3 separate regions of the Sus scrofa genome follow, and all the other regions are linked to region 1. A link is a contact called in public Hi-C data. All regions are on one chromosome and are shown on one strand. The core of a region is the stretch at or near the end of the contact, and the rest is flanking DNA. Distances in the headings are between cores, read along the strand shown. Region 1 has its middle 15 kb from the start of SPRY2. Region 2 holds the start of RBM26 (RNA-binding protein 26). Region 3 has its middle 120 kb from the start of NDFIP2.

What was found. A called contact is a pair of places that touch in the nucleus more often than the background predicts.
Region 2: a contact with region 1 is called in a Hi-C map of epiblast stem cells, with 1.8 times the contacts expected there. The contact joins the promoter of RBM26 here to the enhancer-like site in region 1. A contact is called at or near these places in 2 of 5 promoter capture datasets (fetal liver and liver) and 4 of 47 Hi-C or Micro-C datasets (embryonic fibroblasts, epiblast stem cells, fetal skeletal muscle and 1 more).
Region 3: a Hi-C map of embryonic fibroblasts shows a contact between it and region 1, with 2.7 times the contacts expected there. The contact joins two enhancer-like sites. A contact is called at or near these places in 2 of 5 promoter capture datasets (fetal skeletal muscle and liver) and 1 of 47 Hi-C or Micro-C datasets (embryonic fibroblasts).

The regions. Positions count from the first base shown.
Region 1 is chr11:52,172,072-52,175,772 of Sscrofa11.1, reverse strand. No RefSeq gene overlaps it. Among named protein-coding and RNA genes, the nearest start is that of SPRY2, 15 kb to the right of the region's middle. Within about 2 kb of position 2,067, at least 67 of the 83 cell types and tissues checked have an H3K27ac peak or open chromatin away from gene starts, as enhancers often do. A contact at or near this core is called in embryonic fibroblasts, epiblast stem cells, fetal liver and 3 more, where this site is marked.
Region 2 is chr11:51,419,684-51,423,384 of Sscrofa11.1, reverse strand. It overlaps RBM26 (RNA-binding protein 26), which reads left to right and starts at 1,641. Exons shown (of 22, transcript XM_013980610.2): 1 at 1,641-3,415. The coding sequence starts at 3,345.
Region 3 is chr11:51,613,925-51,617,625 of Sscrofa11.1, reverse strand. No RefSeq gene overlaps it. Among named protein-coding and RNA genes, the nearest start is that of NDFIP2, 120 kb to the right of the region's middle. Within about 2 kb of position 2,060, at least 4 of the 83 cell types and tissues checked have an H3K27ac peak or open chromatin away from gene starts, as enhancers often do. A contact at or near this core is called in embryonic fibroblasts, where this site is marked.

The sequences.
Region 1 (3,701 bases), core at 818-3,317:
GAAGCTTTAATGCTGAAAGTAAAGAAATGTTACATCAAAAACAGGTTCAGTATGAATATCAGCCATATATGGAAGAAACATTTCTATAGAAACCACACCCACTGCTGAACTCACACTTGTATCAGGGGAGATATCTGTATATGTACAAAGTGTGTAAGTTTAATCGTGTAGCACGAAGATGGGTTTCTTTGTGCTATTATGGCATTGTCATTTACTGCAACTACAAAGGAAAAGAAATAGGAAAAGAAAAGAACAGAAATAGAAAAGAAGCCCACAGTGATCTAATTCTACTATAAATTAAATTTCATTATTATCCTCCTATAAACATACCTTTCATTACAAGTGCTTTATTACAAATGAATAATCTTGTCAACAAAATAAAGGAGAAAAATAAATTTATTGTACATATACAACTAAAATCCCAAAGCATAATTTATAACTTCTCATATAATGCTAAATTATAATCAACATCTTTTTTCATTGACTATAGAGTCGTCAAAATATCCTGTAACAAAAAAGATGTTTTACCTAATCTTAATATCTAATCTTAACATTACTGTTTAATTATACTTAAATTGATTGAAAGAGACCTTCATTAAAATCTGACAGACCTTCAAATACAGATTTTTTAAAATTCTAAGTGTCCACAAGTTGTGAAAAGCTAATCTCTAAGGTACACACTGAGAGATCGCAAAACAATTTTCATTTAGAATGGATTTCTGTTTGAAATACCAAGCATCTATAAAAATCAACAGCCATCATCATAGAAGGGAATTGTTTTGTGTTATTTATTTATACTTATATTTTTAATTATTGGTAAGGTCAATCAGAGGTTGGCAGATTTTTCCAGAATATTCAAGGAGGAAAAGACACACACAAAGAGAACACAAAGACAGGCGCAAAAAAAGGCATTTAAAAAAAAACCCAAAAGCCCAAAATAAACTTCTTTAAAATACCAGACTACTTCAGTTATGACACATGCACTAGCTTGGGGTTCCTAAATCAGCAGACTGAAGAAAAACTGCCTTGTCATCAGAATGCCAAAATATATAGCTCTCACGAGGAGCAGATACATGGAGCTATAGGTCTAAATCTAAACTCTCTCTGTGGAAGAGAACACACTTTAGCTGTGTAATAAGCTGAGCCCCTGCACCAAGACATGAGAAATTACACCAAAGCTCTTCTAATGACACGCCACTAAACCCGTTTTCCTTTCAAAGGGGAGGAGAGCACAGACAAGGGACAGTCACTGCAGCAAACAGAATGCAAAAATGAAAAGCTGAAATCAAAAGACCGATGAAAGCATAACATTAAAAAGAGAAGTGTTTAGCTGCTAAATCATCCAAATTGCTTTGCCAAATTTTGACATGCTTGATTTCCTGTAGTAAAAAATCTCCTCTCTTTTTTTTCCCCCTTTCTTTGAAAAAAAAAAAAAAAAAAGTGAGGAAAAATAACCAGCTGTTCCTTGTATAGTTCAGGAAACAAGTTTGATTTATTACTTGAAGGTTATTTTTGAATGAGCTGCTTGTGGCAGCCAGAGTGCAAGAAAAGTCACTGAGGCCTGTCCACTTGAAGGGCTCAAACTGTTTCCTGAACAGTCCTTCACTCCGCACCTCCAACGGCTATTATTGACAACGTGTGACTGGGGCCTTCCAGGATTTTAAAACAGCAGGGGTCCCGACCAAACAATCGGGCTGTCAATTACCTTTTCCCCTGTTGTGAAAAAGGGGCCCAGGACAATGCAACTTCCCAGCGGGACGCCCTGCAGCTCCCAGTCCGTAACCCACTCTTGGCCCCGTTCAGCATTCAAAACCCAGTAAAGGGTCGGTGCCTTCGCTTTTGTCTGTGTGTGTCAGCGCCAACCAGAGTGCCTGCAAGGTGGATGTCTCCACGGACGGAGTTTTAAGTTCTGGCGTGGGCAAGAGGGGCTGCCTGCATTGCTCTCTCTGGTGCTCGCGTTTGTTTTTTCGGTAAGATCCCAACGCACACAAAGAGCACGCACCCCACCCCCCGCCGCCCCTTCTGTAGGCACGTCCTCCGGGAACGCCCAGCCCTCTCCACCTAGACTGTGGCTTGAAAAACTTCCTGTGCGCATTGATGACTCGCTGTGAGGACTGTCCATCATCCCGCCCCTTTGTCCGGCAGTCACTTCCATTCGCATTTGACTGACTGAGGAAGCCTGAGTTATTTGTAAAGAACAACAAGGCTTTTCATTCATAATTTTCGTAGGGGGACAGGGTGCTAATGACTGAGCTTGAATAACTCGGGAATGCGGTATTCAAGGCAGGAAGAAGCCCAACCGACTGCCAAATGAGGGCAGAGAGGATGTAGGTGAAAAGTGCCCGGGTAAAAAGCCAAACAATGGCAGGAGGATTACACAGGTCTGCAAATCCAAAGCGAGGTTTTAAAAGGTGAGACCCTCCGAAAGATGGAAGCGGGAAGGAGGGCAGGGAGAGTCTAACAGGATTTCATTAGCGTTGGGATCAAGTTACATGGCAGAGTTTACAGAATCCGAAACCCATAAAGGGTCGACAGAGGAAGTGATCTTTTCTTCCACTGCTGGTTCTCCTACAAAAACAGAAAAAAAGTTAAAAAAAAAAAGTAAAACTGGTTCTCACTCTCTTTTGGTACCTTTCACAGGTTCAGACAAAGAGAGTTTGTTTTGCAGGGGTACTCAGCTTGGCAATCCAGTCTAGGTTCCAAAGAGCTTGCTTTACTTTCAGGTCTCTCGTCAATTTTATGTATATGCAGCGTAAACACAATGTATAATAATTTTATATACCTGCTGCTTCCAAGGGGGAGAAATTGCACAAATGTCAATTTCTGGCCTAATTTAACTATATAGATAAGTATTACAAATGTTTATTCTCTTGTTAAAACAATACAATTGTAGTCTGGTTTTTTAAATTAAGAAATTAAAAGTATCACATTGAATTTCTTAAGGCACAATTTTATACATTAGAGTATAGAAAATAATCCAGAATAACAATGTTGCACATTTTAATATAATACAGAATGATACAAGCTGCTTTAAAAAAAAACAATGTAACTCCATACATGAAGAATGTTTCAATCATTATTAGAAAATGTTTACTATGTCTTTTTGCTAAAGCATGTCAAGTAAAAGTTAACACATACTAATTTCGGAAGAATTCAGCAAAAATAAATTAGCAGGCAGTAGGATTCTAGTTCTATCTCTGTTGAGTCTACTAGCCCTCGTGGCCTTAGGAAGCACTTAGAGATACTGAGGTCCAAGGTCGAAGTTCAGATTCTGGGCCAGGGGTCTACTTAGCTCTAAGTCCTAAGTCACAAACTGATTCAACAAACATTCCTTAAAATTGAGGCACTAACTACCATCATTGTGTCATTAAAATCCATTATCTCATATCACTCTGACAACCATCCTCTTCTGACCAATGGGAAAACTGAGGTGCGGAGACTCTCCAGTACTTCCCATCTGTTTCCACCTGAGTCCCCAACAAAGGCAAAGGAGAATGAACACACTCTTGGAGCATTTCCAAAACTAACCTGAACGTAGACCTCAGGGGGATTTTATCATCATCATCATCATTATTTTGGCCTTGTGTTTTAAGAATGTACATGAATTTAAGTGTTCCCGCTGTAGCTCAATGGGATTGGCAGCATCTCTGCAGTGCCAGGAGGACGTAGGTTTGATCCCCGGACCAGGACAATGGGTTAAA
Region 2 (3,701 bases), core at 392-2,891, 750 kb after region 1:
CAAAAACTTGAGAATTGAAAACTGACTGTATAATCCAGGACTGTGCATGGAGCTGGAGATTTAAAACCAGGTCTATCAACTAATGAACAGATAAGCAGATAATTGGAAAAATAAAGCAACAAGTGTTATAATAGATGCATGCACAGACTGATGTGATAAAACCTCAGGAGGACTCTTGCTTTAGAGCAGGGAGGTTAAGGATGGACTTCTAAAGGTGATGCTACCTGCACTGAATTTTTTTTTTTTTTTTTGTCTTTGGTCTTTTTGTTGTTGTTGTTGTTGTTGCTATTTCTTGGGCGCTCCCGCGGCATATGGAGCTTCCCAGGCTAGGGGTCGAATCGGAGCTGTAGCCACCGGCCTACGCCAGAGCCACAGCAACGCGGGATCCGAGCCGCGTCTGCAACCTACACCACAGCTCACGGCAACGCCGGATCGTTAACCCACTGAGCAAGGCCAGGGATCGAACCCGCAACCTCATGGTTCCTAGTCGGATTCGTTAACCACTGCGCCACGACGGGAACTCCCCTGCACTGAATTTTGATGGATGAGTAGGGTTTCATCAAGTGCAAGGGAGGGAAACATTTTGCAATGGCTCACTTTAGTGAGAGAACACATCTTTTTCAAAGGACATGAAATAGTTCAGGATGGCTGAAGCAAAGGCTGAAAGGCAGTGAAAGAAGGTTCTAAGGCAAATAGGAAGGGTTTGATTATAAACAGGCATTTTATAGGTGTTAAAGAATTTAGATGTTTATTCTGAAGCCAATGTGGAAGTTAAAGATTTTAAACACGGAGGTGACATGATCATGAGATCCAAGTTTTACAATGATTGTTATTAAAGGCAATGATGATAAAGGCAATTGAAGATGAGCTGATATGGGGGCAGCTAAAAGGTAGAGAAACTGAAAGGCTGTTACTATCTTTGGGGTGGGGAAGGTGGCTTCAAAAGTAGCAGTGGTACTGAGAGAAAAGGATAGGCAAGGCTTGAGTAGTTAAAGAAGTGGAAGTATTCCCTATGGAAATGATGTGAATAAATGGGGTGTTGAGAGCCAATCAGTTTATAGGGAGTATATAGCATTTGATACAAGAGCAATGACTAGCTTGAGTGGAGAGCCAGACCTAACCAATAGTTGGTGATGAGGCTGAAAACACTGATGGAGTCAGCCTGTGGCGAGGCTATTAAACAGGGTAAACAATTAGGATTTTACATTTTCCCCAGCAATATTAAATTTATAAATCATTTTTTATTGTGGCAAAATACAAAAAAAAGAACCACTTTATCCATTTAAAGTGTACAGTACACAACACTCACATTGTTGCACAACCATTAACACTGCCTACCTCTAGAACTTTTTCATCTTCCTAAAGTGGGATTCTTGGAGCTCCATCGTGGCTCAGTGATTAGTGAATCCGACTAGGAACCATGAGGTTGCCGGTTCGATCTCTGGCCTTGCTCAGTGGGTTAAGGATCTGGCGTTGCTGTGAGCTGTGGTGTAGGCTGCAGACGCGGCCCAGAACCCGCGTTGCTGTGGCTCAGGGGTAGGCAGGTGGCTACAGCTCTGATTCGACCCCTAGCCTGGGAACCTCCATATGCCACAGGAGCGGCCCAAGAAATGGCAAAAAGACAAAACAAACAAACTAAACTGGGATTCTTTACTCATTAAAAAATACCTCCTCATTCTGCCCTACGCTCTTGACCATGGCAACTAACATTCTATTTTTCTTTCTCTAGTGGTAGGGCAACTCTAGGTAACTCACGTAAGTAGAAACACAGACTAGTTGCCTTTCTGTGTCCAGCTTATTTCATTTAGCTAAATCACTTTAATAAACACCCTGGTTATTCAGTAGCTGTTTTCTAATTTGCATACTACTTTATATGCTATATTTTATAACAAATGTCCAGCTTTTCTTATTTGACCAAATCTTTTCCACTTAAGGACACGTCACTCTAGCAAATTGTAAACTCAGAGATCTTAATGACAATTTAGTCTACCACTATGCTTGCCATAAGGAGCTTTTTATTGGTCTGCTTACTTTTAAGTGTCTTTATAATGTGAATTATTTTCATTTCATTATAGTTTATGGGCGCTAGACCTTTTGCAAAATTCTACCTAGTACCTTAATGGTACTAGGCAGTTAATAACAGCAAACAGAACAACTGAGGCAGGAATTAAACTTATTTGGCCAGCCAGGAGAAAGGAAGTTAATGGATTTAGGATGCTGATATGAAGGCTCTCTCTTGATACTACGTACTTTCCCTATCGATAGAGCTGAATTGACTTTAAATTGGAGAGAACTGAAAACATAGACACTTCTCTTATTTCTAGCTGGGGAAAAGTCTGAAAGTTTCAGATGGTTGGAAACTACTTGAGAAACTGTCAAGGGCTAGGGGAATCCCTGGATCATTAGTGCTCTGCCCATAAGTAGAGCAATTCTGGACAAGACACTAATCCTCTGAAGATCTCAGTGCGTTAGATTAGACCAGCTCGTTCTTCCCAATCTTGTCCACATCACAGCGCAGCACACCTGTAACCCCCCGGTGGTCGCCGTCCCGGCATATCCTTGTGGACGCTCTCAAGGGAGCCCTCCCATCCACACGTTCCTTCCAGCTGACGAGCCAGGCAGTCTGTTACTGAGGACAAGCTGGGGTTCCCGCTGCTTCTGACGTCAGCAGCCTTTCCTTCCTTGTAAAAACAAAACAAAACAAAACAAAACTCCAAAGTCTTTTTTCCTTAAGAGGAGCAAGGAATGAAAACCCTCAAGCCACGCAATTACGCAAAACTCGAACTACCGCACTTGCCCAGCACGCTCTCTGCGAATCTTACGTCTCTTCCCAGCAGGCTCCGGGAACCACCGCGAGACTTCATTAGTTCTCGCGAGACTTATCGGCAGCCATCTTCTTGGGGGTGCTGGGAGCCGGGAAGACCCCCCGAATCGTTCCCATTCAGCTGCCCTTCGTCTTCGTTTTCTTCACTTTTGCCTCTTCTGCATTGCCAGCAACACCCGGCCCCAAGGCTTGAGAGAACGCCCGGGTCTAGGCGCGTGTCGCGCTCTGGTCCAGGAAGATTCGCAGGGGTGGAGGGAAGGGGGAGGGCCCGGGCAAACCGTTGCTGCCTCAGCCGGGGCCAGGGTCCGGGGAGGGGGAGTTCCTGACACCCCGTGGACTCGCGGCCTGCGGCGGTCCCCGCGGAACTGTTCGCTGATCAGGGCTCGCGGGAACCTGCCACGGCGCCTCCCACCGCGGCCCACGCGGGCGGCGCGCGGAGGAGGGGGCGGGGGCAGCGGCGGCTGTAGCGGCCGCGACCTGGGCGGGCGGAGGAGTGTGACGGGCCTCGGGGCCGCTGTGGATGGTTTCTAAAATGATCATTGAAAACTTCGAGGCACTCAAGTCCTGGCTCAGCAAGACTCTCGAGCCCATGTGAGTACCCGAGGGCTGTTTCCTTGCAGGGATAGAAGTGGGAGATAGCTGAGCACACAGATCTGTGCAGTTTTCCAAGTGCCTACCGTGGAGGCCGAAGCGGTGAACGAAGGTCCCAGGGCTCTGTGTTTTCTCCTCCCCTTAACCCTCGTGCCCAGGTTCCTGGAGCTTGAGTTGACCTTTACCTTATCACTGAGTTGGTCCTTGAACCGACCGACTTCTCTTCCTCTTGTTTTCCCGTTATTTTTAAACCGACCCCAGTCTAACACACAATTCGTATTTGCCA
Region 3 (3,701 bases), core at 811-3,310, 560 kb after region 1:
TCACTTTGGTTCCAGTGGCCTTTTGACATGTTCCAGTCTTTCTTTTTCTATCATTCCTTTCTTTTGGTACCACAGGATAGTCCATTTCATCATGTATATTTTCTGCCCCTATCCTGTAAGGAATTTTCTGAGAACCCCTAGTTCCTCTAATTAGAGAATGGTATTTAGAAACCAAGATCTGGGTGCTAGGATTGCTTATTGCTACTGGGGTGTCATTGCTCCTAGACTCTCAACAGGGAAGGCTATGAAATAAGCTCATGTATACCTACACAAACACACACCTGTGTGTGTGCATATGCATGTGTGTGTGCGTGTGTGTGTGTGTACTCAAGTGCCTTGAGTTCATATTGATATTTCTGATTCTAAATCAGCACAAGATTCATTTTAGCCTTCCTTTTCTTATTTTACCTTTTTCTTATAAACTTGACTCTCAGTATCTACAATGCATTTTCTTATTCCCTTAATCCTAGTATACTCATAAATTACATGAGTATACCTAGAAGAAACATTTGCTAACTAGAGAACAGTTTGTGTTTATAGGGTTGGGGCTTTTTGTTTGGTCTTGTCTTTAGCCTGCAACATCTAGTCAAAATACTTTCCCAGAGTTACTCAAATTAGTTCTTAGCACTTCCATTCCCTTCAGTGAGGTTATGTTATTCATAATATAATCAGGTTCGTTTGTCACTATCTACATTCCATTTGGGGACCACTACATCCTGGTTGACTTTTTGTACATGAACCATTACTGTGGTTCTTAGAGTCAAAGATATTGAAATTTTAGCCTCAGAGAAGAGTATAACGCTTCCCTATCCACACAATCCCATTCCCATCTGTCCCTTCTCCACCCATTTTCCATCTACCTATTTTTCCCTAGTGGTTACCTTCATACATATATCTTATTTATTTTTTGCTGTTTAGGACCACACCTGCAGCATATGGAAGTCCCCAGGCTAGGGGTCGAATTGGAGCTACAGTTGCTGGCCACAGCCACAGCAACACCAGATCTCTGACCCACTGAGTGAGGACCAAGGATCAAACCTGCATCTTCATGAATACTAGTGAGATTCATTTCCACTGTGCCACAGTGGGAACTCCCATATATCTTGTTTAATGCCTTTAGTGTCTTGTTTTCTCATTTAGCTTTTTACCATCTAGTTTTTCTTTTAATGTCCATTTATTGCTTATACAGCAACCAACTTTTTCTATTTTCTCCTTCTCCCTTTAACTCCCAACCTTTAGTTGCACTATTTCTACTTGTGTTACAGTATGACATTTGTAAATTCATTTTCTACCCTCAGTCCTACTCTTATATAGTAGGAGTTGCAGCTTTATATATTTTTAAATGCTCACCTTCAGGCCATTTGCTGAAATTTTACCAGTCACCACAAAGTTGGATAAAGGGAGGTGAGTACGGAATTCCAAGTTCTATGTTGAGAATTGTTTTTCTGTAACTTAATATTTAACAGACACCTTGGTTGTATGAGAAACCCTTGGTTATCCACTTTTTTTTCCCTTTTTGACAGCCATACCCGCGCCATATGGAAGTTCCCGGGTGAGTGGTTGAATTGGAGCTGCAGCTGCAGGCCTACACCACAGCCATGGCAACACCAGATCTGAGCCATGACTGTGACCTACAACACAGCTTGTGGCAATGCTGGATCCTTAACCTGCCGAGCCACAATGGGAACTCCAGATTTTCTTTTTAAATGTGCTCTCTTGCTGCCTTTGCTTTGTGAGTGAATTTTCAAAAGTCTGATCCCTAACTGTCTTGGCTTTGAAAGTTATTTGAATGTTTTACAGGAAGGCCTTGAGAAATTTATCCTAATCTCTGAAACCTAACACTGATATATTTTGAATTTTATGTGTAAATAATCATATGAAACAAGTGATATTTTTCTTGTTTCCTTTCCAATTCCCTTCCATCCTTCCTGTTTCTGCCTGCCACCATGGTCCAAGCATGGGCTAGGACCACTTTCTCAATTATAGCCCAGTCTAGTCCTACTCCCTGTGAATAATTCTCTATAACTCCTGGCTCTGTGCTCTTGGTCCTGCCCTCTGAGTCATCCTTCCTTTTCCATAAAAATAGCCTGGGGTTGCAGCAGAGTAGAATTCTAAGCTTATTCCTATTGACAGTAAGTTGGAAATCCAAAGTTTCCTTTTCACTTTGTGCTGGCTCTGCCCTCTTCAGTCCAAGCTGGTATAAGCAGACATTTAACTTAAATATAAAATGCTAAGACAGAAAGCAATAAATTAAAAGTATACTAAACACTTAAAGAGGCAATTAAGAAAATAAGCAATTTTAGGCTCTGGTGCCAGGCAGACTTTGGTCAAATGTACAATCAACCACTTGCTAGCTCTGTAAACATGGGCTCATGGGTGTTCTATTTCAGTTCTTTTATCCTAAAATATGGGTGAGGGGTATAAACGAGTAAACTCTTAAAATTCTTTCAGGAGGGAGTTCCCTTCATGGGTCAGCAGTTAATGAACCTGACTAGTATCCATGAGGACTCGGGTTCAATCCCTGGCCTTGCTCAGTGGGTTAAGGATCCAGAGTTGCTATGAGCTGTGGTGCAGGTTGCAGACGAGGCTTGGATCTGGCATTGCTGTGGCTGTGGTGTAGACCGGCTGCTACAGCTCCAATTCGACCCCTAATCTGGGAACCTCCATGTGTCACGGATGCAGCCCTAAAAGTTAAAAAAAAAAAATTCTTTCAGGAGTTCCCTGGTGGTGCATCAGGTTAAGGATTCAGTGCTATCACTGCTGTGGCTTGTGGCACAGGTGTGATCTCTGGCCCCGGAACTTCTGCATAACACAGGCACAGCAAAATAAATAAAACACTTTCAGAACTGCTGCATGGTGGAAACTAAATACATTCTAGTTATTGCAAAATGGTTGTTATTCCTTCCTACCCAGCATTTATATAAGTTCAGTACAGATTAACAAGGAAAAATTTGACAGGAAGAACTGAGCAAAGAAGGATTACAAGCTATTTAGCCATTTTTATCAATGTTCTTAAAAATATAATAGTGGTACAGAGTTCCTGTCGTGGCGCAGCGGAAACGAATCTGACTAGGAACCACGAGGTTGTGGGTTCGATCCCTGGCCTTGATCAGTGGTTTAAGGATCCAGTGTTGCGGTGAGCTGTGTTGTAGGTTGCAGATGCGGCTCAGATCTGGCATTGCTGTGGCTGTGGCGTAGACTGGCAGCATATGGCTCCGACTAGACCCCTAGCCTGGAACCTCCATATATGCTGCAGGTGTGGCCCTCAAAAGACAAAAAACAAAAAAATTGTGTGTGTGTGTATGTGTGTGTGTGTGTAGTGGTAGGATTATTATTTGCAGTTTTATGTTGTTTCATTTTAGTTTTTAGGTAACAGCTGCATCATTTAAAAAAAAAAAGGCACTGAATAGAAGTTAGAAAGCTTGGCTTTCCCTACTGGCTCCTCCTCTGACCAATAGCTGCTTGATGTGAGTAACTCACAACACTCTTGAGGCTTAGTTTTTATGTCTGCAAGACAGGAATTCTATTCCTACCCTACTTTCTCTCCATGGTGACTGTCACTATCAAATGACAGTGAAGCCGTCAAAGGAGGAGAGACCCACCAGAGTGCCTACTGGATGCCAGGTGCTTGATACACAGCATCCCATTTAGACCTCTTGCAAAGCTTCTTGATGTCTAATTTCGAGCAACATATATATAAT